Linked DNA regions of Sus scrofa: regions 1 and 2 are each linked to region 3. Evidence: chromatin contacts called from public HiChIP or PLAC-seq data. All regions are on one chromosome and are shown on one strand. The core of a region is the stretch at or near the end of the contact, and the rest is flanking DNA. Distances in the headings are between cores, read along the strand shown.

Region 1 (4,129 bases), core at 208-2,707, 360 kb before region 3:
TCTAGGCATTTAACCTCTAGTCTAGGGGCCCCTCAGATTGTAACCCAAATAAAAGAATGTTCTTGTTTTTAGAAAATACATTCTGGGAGTTCCCGTAGTGGCTCAGCAGAAACAAATCTGACTAGTAACCATAAGGTTGTGGGTTCCATCCCTGGCCCCACTCAGTGAGTTAAGGATCCAGTGTTGCCATGAGCTGTGGTGTAGGTCACAGACATGGCTCAGATATGGTGTTGCTGTGGCTGTGGTGTAGGCCAGTAGCTACAGCTCTGATTCAACCCCTAGCCTGGGAACTTCCACATGCTGTGGGTGCCGCCCTAAAAAGCAAAAAAAAAAAAAAAAAAAAGCTGAAGTATTTAGTAGTAAAGGGGCATTTTGTCTACAACTAACTCTCAGATGGTTTAGAAGAAAAAAAATAGATAAGGAGATGAGAAATGCAAATGTGGCTAAACTAGAAATTTAAATAAAAGATAAAGAGACATCTTTGTCCTATTTTTTCATCTTCTCTGTAAGCTTGAAATTTTAGTGAAATAAAATGTTTCTCTCCAAAAGAACACAATTTTTTTTTTTTGTTTTTTTAGAGCCATACTAGCAGCATATAGAGGTTCCCAGGCTAGGGGGTTGAATCGGAGCTGCAACTGCCAGCCTACACCACAGCCACAGCAATGCTGGATCCTTAACCCACTGAGCGAGGCCATGAATTGAAGCTGCATCCTCATGGATACTGGTCAGATTCATTTCTGCTGAGCCATGACAGGAACTCCAATAAGACAATTGAAGACAAATCAAACACAATGGTAATCTCTAGGCCACTTGAATTTAAATCACTAGGTATACTTTTTCATTCATTCATTTATCCAGCCAACATTGATCAAGTGTCTATTCTGTACCAGGGTCTCCATTCAAAACACTTGGGATATATCAAAGATCAAAACACTTCCCTGTTCTCACACTGGTCAAATTAGAATTTCATAATATAAAATGCAAATCTGGTGGCCCTGAGACTGGATACATTAGAATTTCTGGAGAAAGGCCCAGGGATCCATATTATATAAAATTTCCTAGGATGCTGCTTATATATGCTAATGCTTTGCTGTTGTTTGAAATATGGGCTTTGACCTATAAGTGGCTCATAATAGCAATTTAGAGAGCTGAGAATTTTTTAAATTAAAATAGCAAAGAATGGGAAAAGAACAGAAAAAGAAAATAACATGGTGACATATAGGTATTGTTTCATAAAACTTTTGTTTCAGTGCCCTAGGACACTAAGTAAACTGGATTTCATATAGAAATCCACTGCCAGAAAATATGTAAAACATATCACTCCTCTTTCCTGTCTAGCCCCTATACCTAACAGTTCTCCCTTAGTTCAAATCTGGGGCTGCTAAGAGGCTGGGACACATCCGCCACCGTAAGAAGCAACAGGCTGTTCTGGGAATTTGACTAACTGGTCATATTCCTGACGTAACAGCACTTCCTTTTCCTTCTGTGTCGAGCCTAGATTGCATTCTCCCACAGATGGCAATGTCTTCAGCACACATCACATCATTTTCTTTGACAGACCCGACATAGCTCAGCACACTGTCTGTCCTGGCACTCTGTGGCAGAGATGGAGCAGCACACAGAAAGGAACTTCTAGAACCAAATGCTTCCATTTGGTGAGATACTTTTTGAGGGAATGAGAGCACAGGACATGTTGCAACCAGTTTTTCAGGCCACGATGCTAGGTGTTTAATTCAGGCCCCTCATGTATGGTTGAAATCCTAGGCAACTCATACTTTCTGACCCAGATGAGAGATAACGGTTGTCTTAAATCATAATGAAACAGGATGGGGTTAGCAAACCCACATGAAACACGCTGAGGAGTCCTCCTGGGAAACCCAAGAGCCTGCTGAGCTGACCAGTCCTGGGATGCTCCAGCAGTTGACCTGTGAGCTGGCCACACAAGTTTGCTGTCATTAAGAAGAGAAATCCAAAGGCTGGTTCAGCATAAATGGTCCCCTGGCTGCATTGAGGGCGGTGGCAAGTGAGTCATAAGCAGTTCAGGAAAGTAACGACGCACCCCAGAGGCCTAAGAAGTGCTGCTTTCATCTCTGTCTCATAGCAAGAGGAGTATCTCTTAAGGAACTGAAAATGGAATTACTCAAACTAAAAACTGCTGACCTCACCAGGACAATTCCTTTCCTAACCTGAGCCTTGGAAGCCCCCCCCCTCCCCAAATAAATTTGCTCATCAGAAAAGGGCAGAATTAGATACTCTCAGATGTACTCAGGGACATATTCAGAGCATTAGAAGCCAACCCTTCTCCACCTCAAACCAAAGCACTGAAGTGCTTGATTCTGTGCAGTTGTGGTAGAAATGCCCTCTATCAAAGGCAAGCTCCAATACCACAAGCCAAAGATAAATAACAGAGGAAATCATTGAGACCATGACCTCTTGGTGACCCCCGGGAGCTAAATCTTTGCTAGACCTCAGACTATCAAACAGGCCACCAGCCCGCCAGCAGCAGTTTATGTATGAACAGCCTGGAAGCCATCTCTGCCTGCAGAAGACTGGCTCTCTAGAAGCTTGAGAAGAGAAATCCCAAAGGAATTTCTTGTTCTCTTCCCCAAAGCAGGGGTTTGTTGTTTGGGAGAAGAATCCCCTTCTGAAAAATGAGCTCATTCCTGGGACGCTGCCAGGGTCATCCAGAAAAGGTATTTGCCTGGGAGTTGGGATGGTGTCTATTTCCCATCCAGTGGTGAGATAATTAGGATTTGAAAAATGTGTTCTTTGGATAACCAACAACAACAAAAAAATGAACTGGTAGGATCTCACAAGGGCCTTCTCCCTGCTGTAAATTTTAGTAATGGATGCAAATCAGCAAACATTACAGAGTATTTCCTATCTGACAAGCATTGTACAAAGTTCTCTGAGGATGCTGAACAGAACCAGACTCAAGTTGCTCCTAGAAGGAAACACCGAGTAGATGGAAACATGGAGTCCCCTCTTGAGACAGTGTCATAGCCAGGAAAGAGACCTGGCCACCACTTCTGCTTTAGGAACCCTGGAGGCATAGGACAGCAACTGAGGCTGAAGGAAGCCAGTATCTAAAGCAGGGAGTGGCCTCAAATTGCTCTTGGAGTGTCCGGCCTGAAGACAGGCAAAGTCAGCTAAATCCTCAGGGGAAACACACACACACACACACACACACACACACACACACACACACACACAAAGGTATAGAAAGAAGCTGGAAGATAAACCTGACCCTCAGTCTAATAGGAAGGTGATCTTGACCACAGGAAGGATACAGACAGATCTAATTCACATCTCCTGGCTGTAAGAATCACCAAGCAGTACAAAGGTAAATGATAGAGATTATATATGTAGACATAGATGTCATTATTTTGTTTTAGTTTTTTACCCTTCTCCCCTCTTTTGTCTTTTTAGGGCTGTACCCACGGCATATGGACCTTCTCAGGCTAGGGGCTGAATTGGAGCTGTAGCTGCTGGCCTATACCACAGCCATAGCAACTCAGGATCCCAACCTTGTCTGCAGCCTACACCATAGCTCACGGCAACACCAGATCCTTAACCCACTGAGCAAGGCCAGGGATCGAACCCACATCCTCAAGGATACTAGTCAGGTTTGTTAACCACTGAGCCATGACAGTAGCTCCCCTTCTCTCCTCTTGTCAAAGAAATCATCTCTCTCCCAGAACCTAAAATGCCTCTAAGTTTGGAAGGCTTATGGCTCCTCTTCTCAGGCCTTCACCAGAATATAAAGGATTTGGATGAGATAAGTGGATTTCCAAGTTTGCTTTAGTCATGGATGTTGTTATTCAGACAAAATCTTCCATCATCATGTAAATAAATCAGTCACATGCAGGAGGAACAGCCCTTCAGGTGAAAGAGGACTCCTCCTGGCTTCTTCTGAGGGTTCCTCAAAGTACAGTTTAAACCACAACTAAAGGCTTCTGAGAGCCTTGCTGCCCAGTTCTGGAGTTCTGTGACCTTCTAGCAGATGCCCCTCAGAATTCATGACTGTCCTTGACCCATCATGTGGTAGTCATCCAAATAGCTTATCTAAACCTTGTGAACCCCAAGTGTCCAATTTCAGCATGTACACACTCTAGGAGTGAGCCAGCCC
Region 2 (4,239 bases), core at 182-2,681, 320 kb before region 3:
ATGCTGTGAGCTGTGGTATAGGTCGCAGGCGAGGTTCAGATCCTGTGTTGCTGTGGCTGTGGCCTAGGCCGACAGCTGTAGTTCTTATTGGACCCCTAGCCTGGTAACCTCCACATGCTGTGGCTGCAGCCCTAAAAAGCAAAATAAATAATAAATAAATAAATATTTTAAAAAATTAGGCGTTCCCGTCGTGGCTCAGTGGTTAACAAATCCGACTAGGAACCATGTGGTTGCGGGTTTGAACCCTGGCCTTGCTCAGTGGGTTAAGGATCCGGCATTGCCACGAGCTATGTGTAGGTCTCAGACGTGGCTCGGATCCCACATTGCTGTGGCTCTGGCGTAGGCGGGCAGCTACAGCTCTGATTACACCCCTAGCCTGGGAATCTCCATATGCTGCAAGTGCAGCCCTAGAAAAATACAAAAAAAAAAAAAAAAAAAGAAATGAAAAGTGAAAACAACAACAACAAAATGTAGTTTTAAGAGAGTGATGGTGACAAAAGCCAGGGTTTAGAAGATATGGGTGGGGGTACAGTGAGTAGACACTGAGAAAAGAGGTGGCAGCAGTATAGATACATCCTTATGGAAGCTGGGTCATTGTAGAAAACCACTAAGATGTAGAGGCAGTGTGTTATCATAGCATAACCTAGTCTTATTCTTGCTACAGACAGTGAAAGAGAAAAAAGTCAGGAAAAAAAGTGGGAAAAGAGAGGAACTAAGTCGAAGCAAATTTCTCTAATTTTTGTTTTGGTTTTTCATAGTTTTAGATCAAATGAGACCCAAGCATGTTAGTTAGGAAAACAGAAAGAGTCAGTAGAAAGGAAAACCTTGCAAATGAAAAAGCAGTGTCCTAAAAAGAGCAGGAAATACAGCAGTGTTCAAGCCCAGCGGTGGGTCTCTGCCTTTCTTCCAAGACAGGAGTGAAAATCTGGACCCAGAATGAATACCTGCAGTTTGGGTTAGAGAAGGAAATTGAGGGGGCCCACCCTCATTGGCTCATGCACTTGACTTCTGAGAAAGGCAAGGGGAGGCTGGAGTTTGGAATCCTGGGAACAGAGCAATTTCAAGGGATGACGAGTGTCTAGGACTGAAATAACCATGCATGCAACCATCGCCTTTGTGTATCAACCTCCTGGCAGCTGTCCATGTAGAATGACTGGCAAGCACGGCAACTGACTGCATTGCATTCTTTTGGTTTAAATTTGATAGGCATTTCTTGGACAGAATCATCATTATTTTAAAAGGATAGTCATACCCAGGAAGGGTTAAAATTCATTTTTCAAGTTCTAGCCCAGTTCCCAACCCTTACTGTTTCCCCAAGTCCTTTAACAAAATTTGTTATCCCATTGACAGGCCAGTGTTGGTCCCCTCCACAGAACAACACATGCTGTGCTCTCTCTCTGAGTGTACTCATGATGAACTTCAAGCCACACATCTGCTGCAGAGAAGGAACTCTTATTCCCAAATGGCTGACATCAGCTGAAGATTCTGGGTTCATCTCTACTGTAGCGTATTTTTATTAGATAGACTGCTGGAGAATCAGAGGAATAAATTTAGTTACTATGTCTATACCTCATTACAATGCATCCCCAACTATTGTTCTTTTCATCAGCTTAATGTTATTCTGAGACTCTGTTTCTAAAAAGTGAATATCTGGATTAAAACCAACGTCCCATCCTCATTTACTGCCAAGCCATTGCTATATCTGTGCTAAGGATGTATTATTGTGATGTCACCACCCCAAGCCTCTTTCTTTGATTTAAAGCAGTGGTTGGCAAAGATTTTGTGTAAAGGCCCAGAGAGTAAATATTTTAGGCTTTGTGAGACACATGCTCTCTGCTGCAATTAGTCAGTTGTCATTGTAACACGAAAGCAGCCAGAGATGATACCTAAACGAATGAACATGGTCGTGTTCCAATAAAACTTTATTTACAAAAACAGGCAGTAGGTTGGATTTAGCCCATAGGCTATTCTTTGCCAACCTGGGATTGGCAAGAAGACTTCAGGTGAACTGATAGCTAAAAAACAGTATCTTTTCATGTGCTCATCTCCTAGAAGGGAAAAAAAAAAAAAACACCACTAAAACATTTTTCTTGGACATTTTATTTCATTTGTAGCCAACAGTATGGCATTTCCCCCATTCTAATACATGGCATCTTAAGTTTTTAGATTCCTTTCCCACAAAAAGTTGACAACAGCAGTAGAATTTAACTCAGGGAAGAGAGGGTTAAGTGGTTCAAAATTGAAGGGTGAAAGTATCACTTATCTGCAAACACAGCCTCCTCTTTAGAAACTGATTTACCCAGACATTGAGTTGATTATAAGAGATGTAGAGTAAAAACAAATTTGCTGACCTTCATTTCAGAGATCAAAGGTTAAATTCATACCCTGTAGGATGGTTCTGTTAAATCACTCCCAAGCTGCCTGGTGACATATTTTTGAAAAATATTTCTCTCCAACTTTATCAAGTGTTCTTTGTGTTCTGGAAACATGATTTGAAGTCCCAGCTGGAGCTGGGACCTTATGAGTCTTAGATAGCTGAAATTCTTCTTCAACTATATCCAGAGACATGTGGTTAGTTGGGAGAGACATTAATTGCAGGGATATTAATACCTCTGAGTCTAGTTTTATTTATCAAAGATTGATATTCTGTCTTTCTAGTTGTTGAAGACTGAAATTAAAATTTTGCACTGGATAACAAGGGGTTGTATAAACTGTGCACAGATAAAGAGCTGAAATTGTCCACTTTGATGTCCTTGACATTGGGCTGGATAAACATGTCTTAAATTATAATGTCTGTTGATGACTGAGTGTTCCTAACTTCTTTGCCTCTAAGCACTGCTTCGGCACAGAATCCCAACAGTTCCAAAATTAGGAAAACTTTGTGCACAAATTAGTTAAATTCAAAACCTTTATTTTAAAAAAGGCAAAGTTTTTGTCTCTTCAATTATGAATTCATACAAAACCTTTACAGAATTCATTTTATGACAAAGTTTTGTCAGTCATAGTGAGATGAAAAAAGTTAGAACACCAGTGTAAGTATTTTATATAGCTAAATGCATTTAGAGGACCTTTCTTTAGTCTATTTTTATATTAATTAATTGATTTTTAATGATTTTTAATTATATAATTAGTTAATTCATAGAATAATGACAAATTATTAGCAACCTTATATTGGTCCCAAGTTGTTTTCAATTACAATTGCTGTGTTCCGAGTTGTGGTCCTCCAAAATTCATATGTTTAGGCCCTAACCCCCAAATTAGAAATATTATTTGGGAGGTTTTTATAAAATAACTGAGTTAAGTTAGGGCGTGAGGATGGGGCAGTCATGATGGGATCAGTAGGTATAGGAAAAAAAGAAGAGAGATTTCTGGAAACCAGGAACAAGACCTTCACCAGGAACCAAACTAGCTGGTATCTTAATCTTGAACTCCCATGCCTTCAGAACTGAGAGAAATAATTATCTATTGTCTAAGCAAAATACGGACCTATGATATTTTGTTATGGCAGCTCCAGCTGACGAATACATCAATTCTATAATTTAATGAGTAGGGAACTAAAAATATAGAAGGATGTTATTAAAACTTTAATTTCTAATATTCGCTGGCTCTATAGAGAGTATCAAATTTGGATTTTCTTCCCTACAAAGTTCAGAGGTTATATCATTGCTGGCTGATCTCTAAGAATCTGGAATGTGAAAACTAAGCTGAATAACTTTTGGTCTTTGGGGAGCATGTTGTGGACACTCAGAAAGAGATTTTATCCTTGATGTAGTAGGAGACAGGTATCAAGATACCTGATTCATTGGAAGAAGAAACTGAGAATTGATTTTTCCAGCTGTGAGAGAGATGAAAATTAAATCCAAATGTCCTGACATTCCACTTATATACCACACACTTCCTATTGTAGCATGAAGCAAGCCAACAACAATTTAGTAAATGAAATTTCCGGTCAGATACCCATTAGGTTACTTTAGGTATGTTCTTTATCCTCTTCAAGGCATGACTACTTAATCTACAAATGGGGATAACAATATATCCAATCTCATAGGATGGTTAGGAATTAGAGATAATGCATGTAACACATTTAATTACTGGCATAAAATAAGTGCTCAATAAACATTTTGTGCTGTTATTTGAATTATGTGTTAAAAAGAGATAAAATAGATGATTTCATTCATGGAATTACTTTCCCAAATTTTGAAGCTAAAATAGAAAATAAAATTACCTAGGTCTTTATCA
Region 3 (4,241 bases), core at 664-3,163:
AAGAAGAGACTAGAGACTCAAATCAAGCCTAAAGCAGTATAAGTCCTGAAAGTGAATAATCTTTACTTTTTACTCTGTCTTGTAGAGAATATAAAAAAATGGGAAATCACAGTTAAAAAAAATGAGGCAGCCATAGGGAACCCAAAGTAGTGGCAGCTACCACCAATCAGGAATTCCTATCTAAAAAAAATTATAAACACATCTTAGCCAAAAATATAAACTGAAATAATGCCATGTTTTTCTAAGCAATGCAGTAGAAATTTTTTATTTAAAAAATAATTATTACTACTAAAAACCTGTCTAACTGATTAATTCTTCAGTAAGAATGCTAGTAAGATTCTAGCCCTATAGAGAAATCATAGAAATGGGGGAAGAACACAATGGAATACTACTCAGCCATAAAAAAGAATGACATAATGCCATTTGCAGCAACATGGATGGAACTAGAGAATCTCATACTGAGTGAAATGAGCCAGAAAGACAAAGACAAATACCATATGATATCACTTATAACTGGAATCTAATATCCAGCACAAATGAACATCTCCTCAGAAAAGAAAATCATGGACTTGGAGAAAAGACTTGTGGCGGCCTGATGGGAGGGGGAGGGAGTGGGAGGGATGGGGAGCTTGGGCTTATCAGACACAACTTAGAATAGATTTACAAGGAGATCCTGCTGAATAGCATTGAGAACTTTGTCTAGATACTCATGTTGCAACAGAACAAAGGGTGGGGAAAAAAAATGTAATTGTAACGTATACATGTAAGGATAACTTGATCCCCTTGCTGTACAGTGGGGAAAAAAAAAAAAGAAATGGGGGAAGGAATAAATTAGGAATTTGGGATTGACAGATACATACTACTATATATAAAATAGATAAACCACAAAGACCTACTGTATAGCACAGAGAATCACATTCAATACCTTGGATGACCTCTAATGGAAAAAATCCAAATCACTTTGTTATGCACCTGAAATACTGTAAATAAATACTCTTCAATTAAAAAAAAATACAAAGCCCCTTGAAATGCAGTCATTTTAACAGAACTATACTCAAATTTACTCTTGTATTATGAATACTAATTAAGTAAGGTTGCAAAGGGCTTGGTTAATTTAAGAAAACTATTTGTCAGTAACTATACATAAATGAGGGTGTTACGTACTCATTAAAGTGAATTCAGATACACCCCCCCCCGCTTTATTCACTTCATTACCCAAACACATAATGAACATTGTGCAAGGGGCACTGAGAACATAAGGCTAAGTAAACAAAGACTACTGCACTTGAGAGGTTCCTATTCTATTAGGGAAGACAGACATACAGATCTACAACTGTGCCAAAGGCCCCATTATACATAAGATCAAGATACTTTAAAAGCTAGAAAAAGGGATTAATTCTGTACAAGAAGAGATAAAGCTTTATAAAATAGGTAATACATTAGATAATCCTTAAAAAATAAGTCAGACATTAGTAAACAGAAGAAGAAACAAGGGCAATTACAACATTCCAAACAGAGGGTTAGAGAAGAAATAAAGGAACACATAAAATATTCAGAAAAAGCGAGTAGTCCAGCACAGCTCACACACGAAACTTTATGGAGAAGGTGGAGGGACTGATAGAGTAGCTCTAGTTTTAATGATGCTGTGGCAGGGAGCTTGGTCAACATGGGAGTTCCTATGGCCCTGCAATCTCTTATAGAGTAACAATCCAGTCCTTCCTATAAAGAAAAGCTAGGACTTCAGTCTTCTTAAGGTTTCAGGTTGCTCAGACTCTCATCTTTCTTATTCATACAGTTTTTCCCAAGACTTTGGCATCCCTCATAAGATTGAAAAACAGAAAGAACATGTCCCAGACAGTATGCCAAATGCATTCTCATTTAATCTTAACAATCCTATGAAGTAACATTACCACTTCATAGATGATGAAATTGAGGGTCAAAAAGATTGGGTAATTTGCCAAAGGTCCTAAAGCCAGTTAAGTAGTTTGTTATGATTCAAACTCATGTACCTAACTCCAAAGCCCAAGCTTTTTACACCATTCAGTCTCACAAAAGATTAAGTTTTTCCATGTTTCAAATCAATAAAATATAAAATTTTCAAAGGAAGCAGTTTCAAATGAAAGTAATTTGAAATAACGTTAAAATTAAAAAACTTCTGAAACACAATATAAAAATCTACTGGTATTTCCAAAACTAACGTCAGCAGCTATTGAGTGCTCAAACTTGAGGCAAATATTTCTTATGCCAAGAATTATATCAATAAACAAAATCTTTTTAATATATGGCTTTTTGCTTCCCTATGCTAAAACGTTTCTTACAAAAAAATTTTAGATATTTTGCTCTGAATAATAAAATACTATCATAATACTATTAAAACACTATCATATAATAGCACTGTCATAAGGATTAAATGATGTAATATATGAACAATGCCTAAAACAGTGATGTTTGTCTCTCAGTTGAACAAATGGTACAACTCTGGATTAGAAGAGCCCACCAGAACTATTTGGTTGTTCTTCAATGACACTGACTTACTGAATAATCTAACCCTTCTAAAGAGCATCTAAGCTTAACTGAAATTTTAAACTCTTTAAAAACTGTACTATATCAATTTGCCTTTTTATTTAAGAACATATGTAAAACGTAACTCCAGAAAGAAAAAAAGCCTTTTTTCCCCACATCATTGGCTACTACACATGCAACAGAGAGGTGAGAAATGCATATATGGTACTTTCTATTTTGCCCAAGTTGGAATGCCATCATAGCTATAGGAGATGAGACACAATAGACAGTCTTTCCCCACTCCCCTACCTTCAAGCAAATGTGCTAAATTTGTTTTGTTTAAACTGAAGTATAATTTACCTACAATTAAATACACAGATCTTAAGTTATTGGTTTATGAGTTCTGATAGTTATATATATCATGTTTGATTCAAGTGCTACAACAATCCCTTCTCACAACACTGAATACTGTTCCAAAGGAAAAAACTAATAAACATTAGTTATGTTTTAAAGTCTGTCTACAGAAGTTGATTTAACCCACAGTATAACTGACCTATTATAAAATAATGTGGCTTCATAAGAGCTAAATAATTTTATTGGATATTCTACGCAGCCAATCATAACTTAAAACACTAAAAATATTTTCCTAATTGCCTATAATTAACAAATTATCTTTTAGAAAACACCTTGTGAGTTGTGATCTCATGAGTCTACTGTATTTCAGAATTTTTAATTAATGCAGTTTATGCTATAAATTTACCTTGAATTTTCAAATAGAGGGTAACAACCAAAAATAGCTCCCTAACATATTTTGTTTTACTACTTTCCATTATGTTGCATTTTTTTCAAAATGACAAGGGATAAAAACAGTGCTCCCTAAGCCTTATTTTACAATAATATGTTCCTGACATATAGACTGAATCTTATTTTAAGTATAATAATTACTAACAGTAGAGCAGTTCTGAGAAGTTTCTCTGTAGTACTAGGTACAATGTGTAGATACGCTTATCCCTTAACAACTTATAAAGTACAGTGCTAGTATACAAATAACTATTTTTTTCTGCCATAATTATTTTAAGGAATTATTTAAATAATTAAATAATTTCCTTATTTCCAAAGATCACATATAAGCTATTTTTAGAATTCCAGCTAACTGTAAGATGTAACAATATGAAGTAATAGCATATACAGAACATGACAGGTCTAAAAAAATGACATACAGATAGTCACTGTAGAGGTAGCTATCAAAAAGTATCAAAAGCAAATTTGATAGGAACACTGAGCTACACTGGCAGCATAAGTAAAGGAATAAAGTCAGACTAACAAGAGAAGACAAGAATCAAAGCAAGTTAGCAAATGCAGCCACTTCACCATTTAATTTTATTTTCCACTAATTTCTGGAGCATTTTCCCTGCTTTCGATGCTGTCTAACCACAGACACCTAAGGCTCAGGTGAGAGGAAAAGAAATTCAGTCATTGGTTCATAAGCTACATCAGCTTTACACTTCTTTCAACAAATTTTAACAAGTTTAAATTTAACAAACACTTTCCAAGTATGTCACAGTTATATCCATATTATCAACTTCTAAAATCAAATTGTGCTCATGGACTTCTATGGCTTTCTCATTTAATAAAAATTTTGTATTTCTTGGAGTTCCTGTCATGGCGCAGTGGTTAACGAATCCGACTAGGAACCACGAGGTTGCAGGTTCGATCCCTGGCCTTGCTCAGTGGGTTAA

The links. HiChIP or PLAC-seq counts read pairs in DNA pulled down with a chosen protein or histone mark.
Region 1: a contact with region 3 is called in an H3K27ac HiChIP or PLAC-seq map of alveolar macrophages. The contact joins two enhancer-like sites. A contact is called at or near these places in 1 of 47 Hi-C or Micro-C datasets (omental adipose tissue) and 2 of 2 datasets of contacts at active chromatin or transcription factors (alveolar macrophages and skeletal muscle).
Region 2: an H3K27ac HiChIP or PLAC-seq map of alveolar macrophages shows a contact between it and region 3. The contact joins two enhancer-like sites. A contact is called at or near these places in 2 of 47 Hi-C or Micro-C datasets (both in embryonic fibroblasts) and 1 of 2 datasets of contacts at active chromatin or transcription factors (alveolar macrophages).

Annotation. Positions count from the first base shown.
Region 1 is chr14:100,305,324-100,309,452 of Sscrofa11.1, reverse strand. No RefSeq gene overlaps it. Among named protein-coding and RNA genes, the nearest start is that of RNLS, 300 kb to the left of the region's middle. Within about 2 kb of position 1,457, at least 7 of the 83 cell types and tissues checked have an H3K27ac peak or open chromatin away from gene starts, as enhancers often do. A contact at or near this core is called in alveolar macrophages, where this site is marked.
Region 2 is chr14:100,262,218-100,266,456 of Sscrofa11.1, reverse strand. No RefSeq gene overlaps it. Among named protein-coding and RNA genes, the nearest start is that of PTEN, 330 kb to the right of the region's middle. Within about 2 kb of position 1,431, at least 10 of the 83 cell types and tissues checked have an H3K27ac peak or open chromatin away from gene starts, as enhancers often do. A contact at or near this core is called in alveolar macrophages, where this site is marked.
Region 3 is chr14:99,947,348-99,951,588 of Sscrofa11.1, reverse strand. All of the region lies in intron 1 of PTEN (phosphatase and tensin homolog), which reads right to left. Among named protein-coding and RNA genes, the nearest start is that of PTEN, 19 kb to the right of the region's middle. Within about 2 kb of position 1,913, at least 2 of the 83 cell types and tissues checked have an H3K27ac peak or open chromatin away from gene starts, as enhancers often do. A contact at or near this core is called in alveolar macrophages, where this site is marked.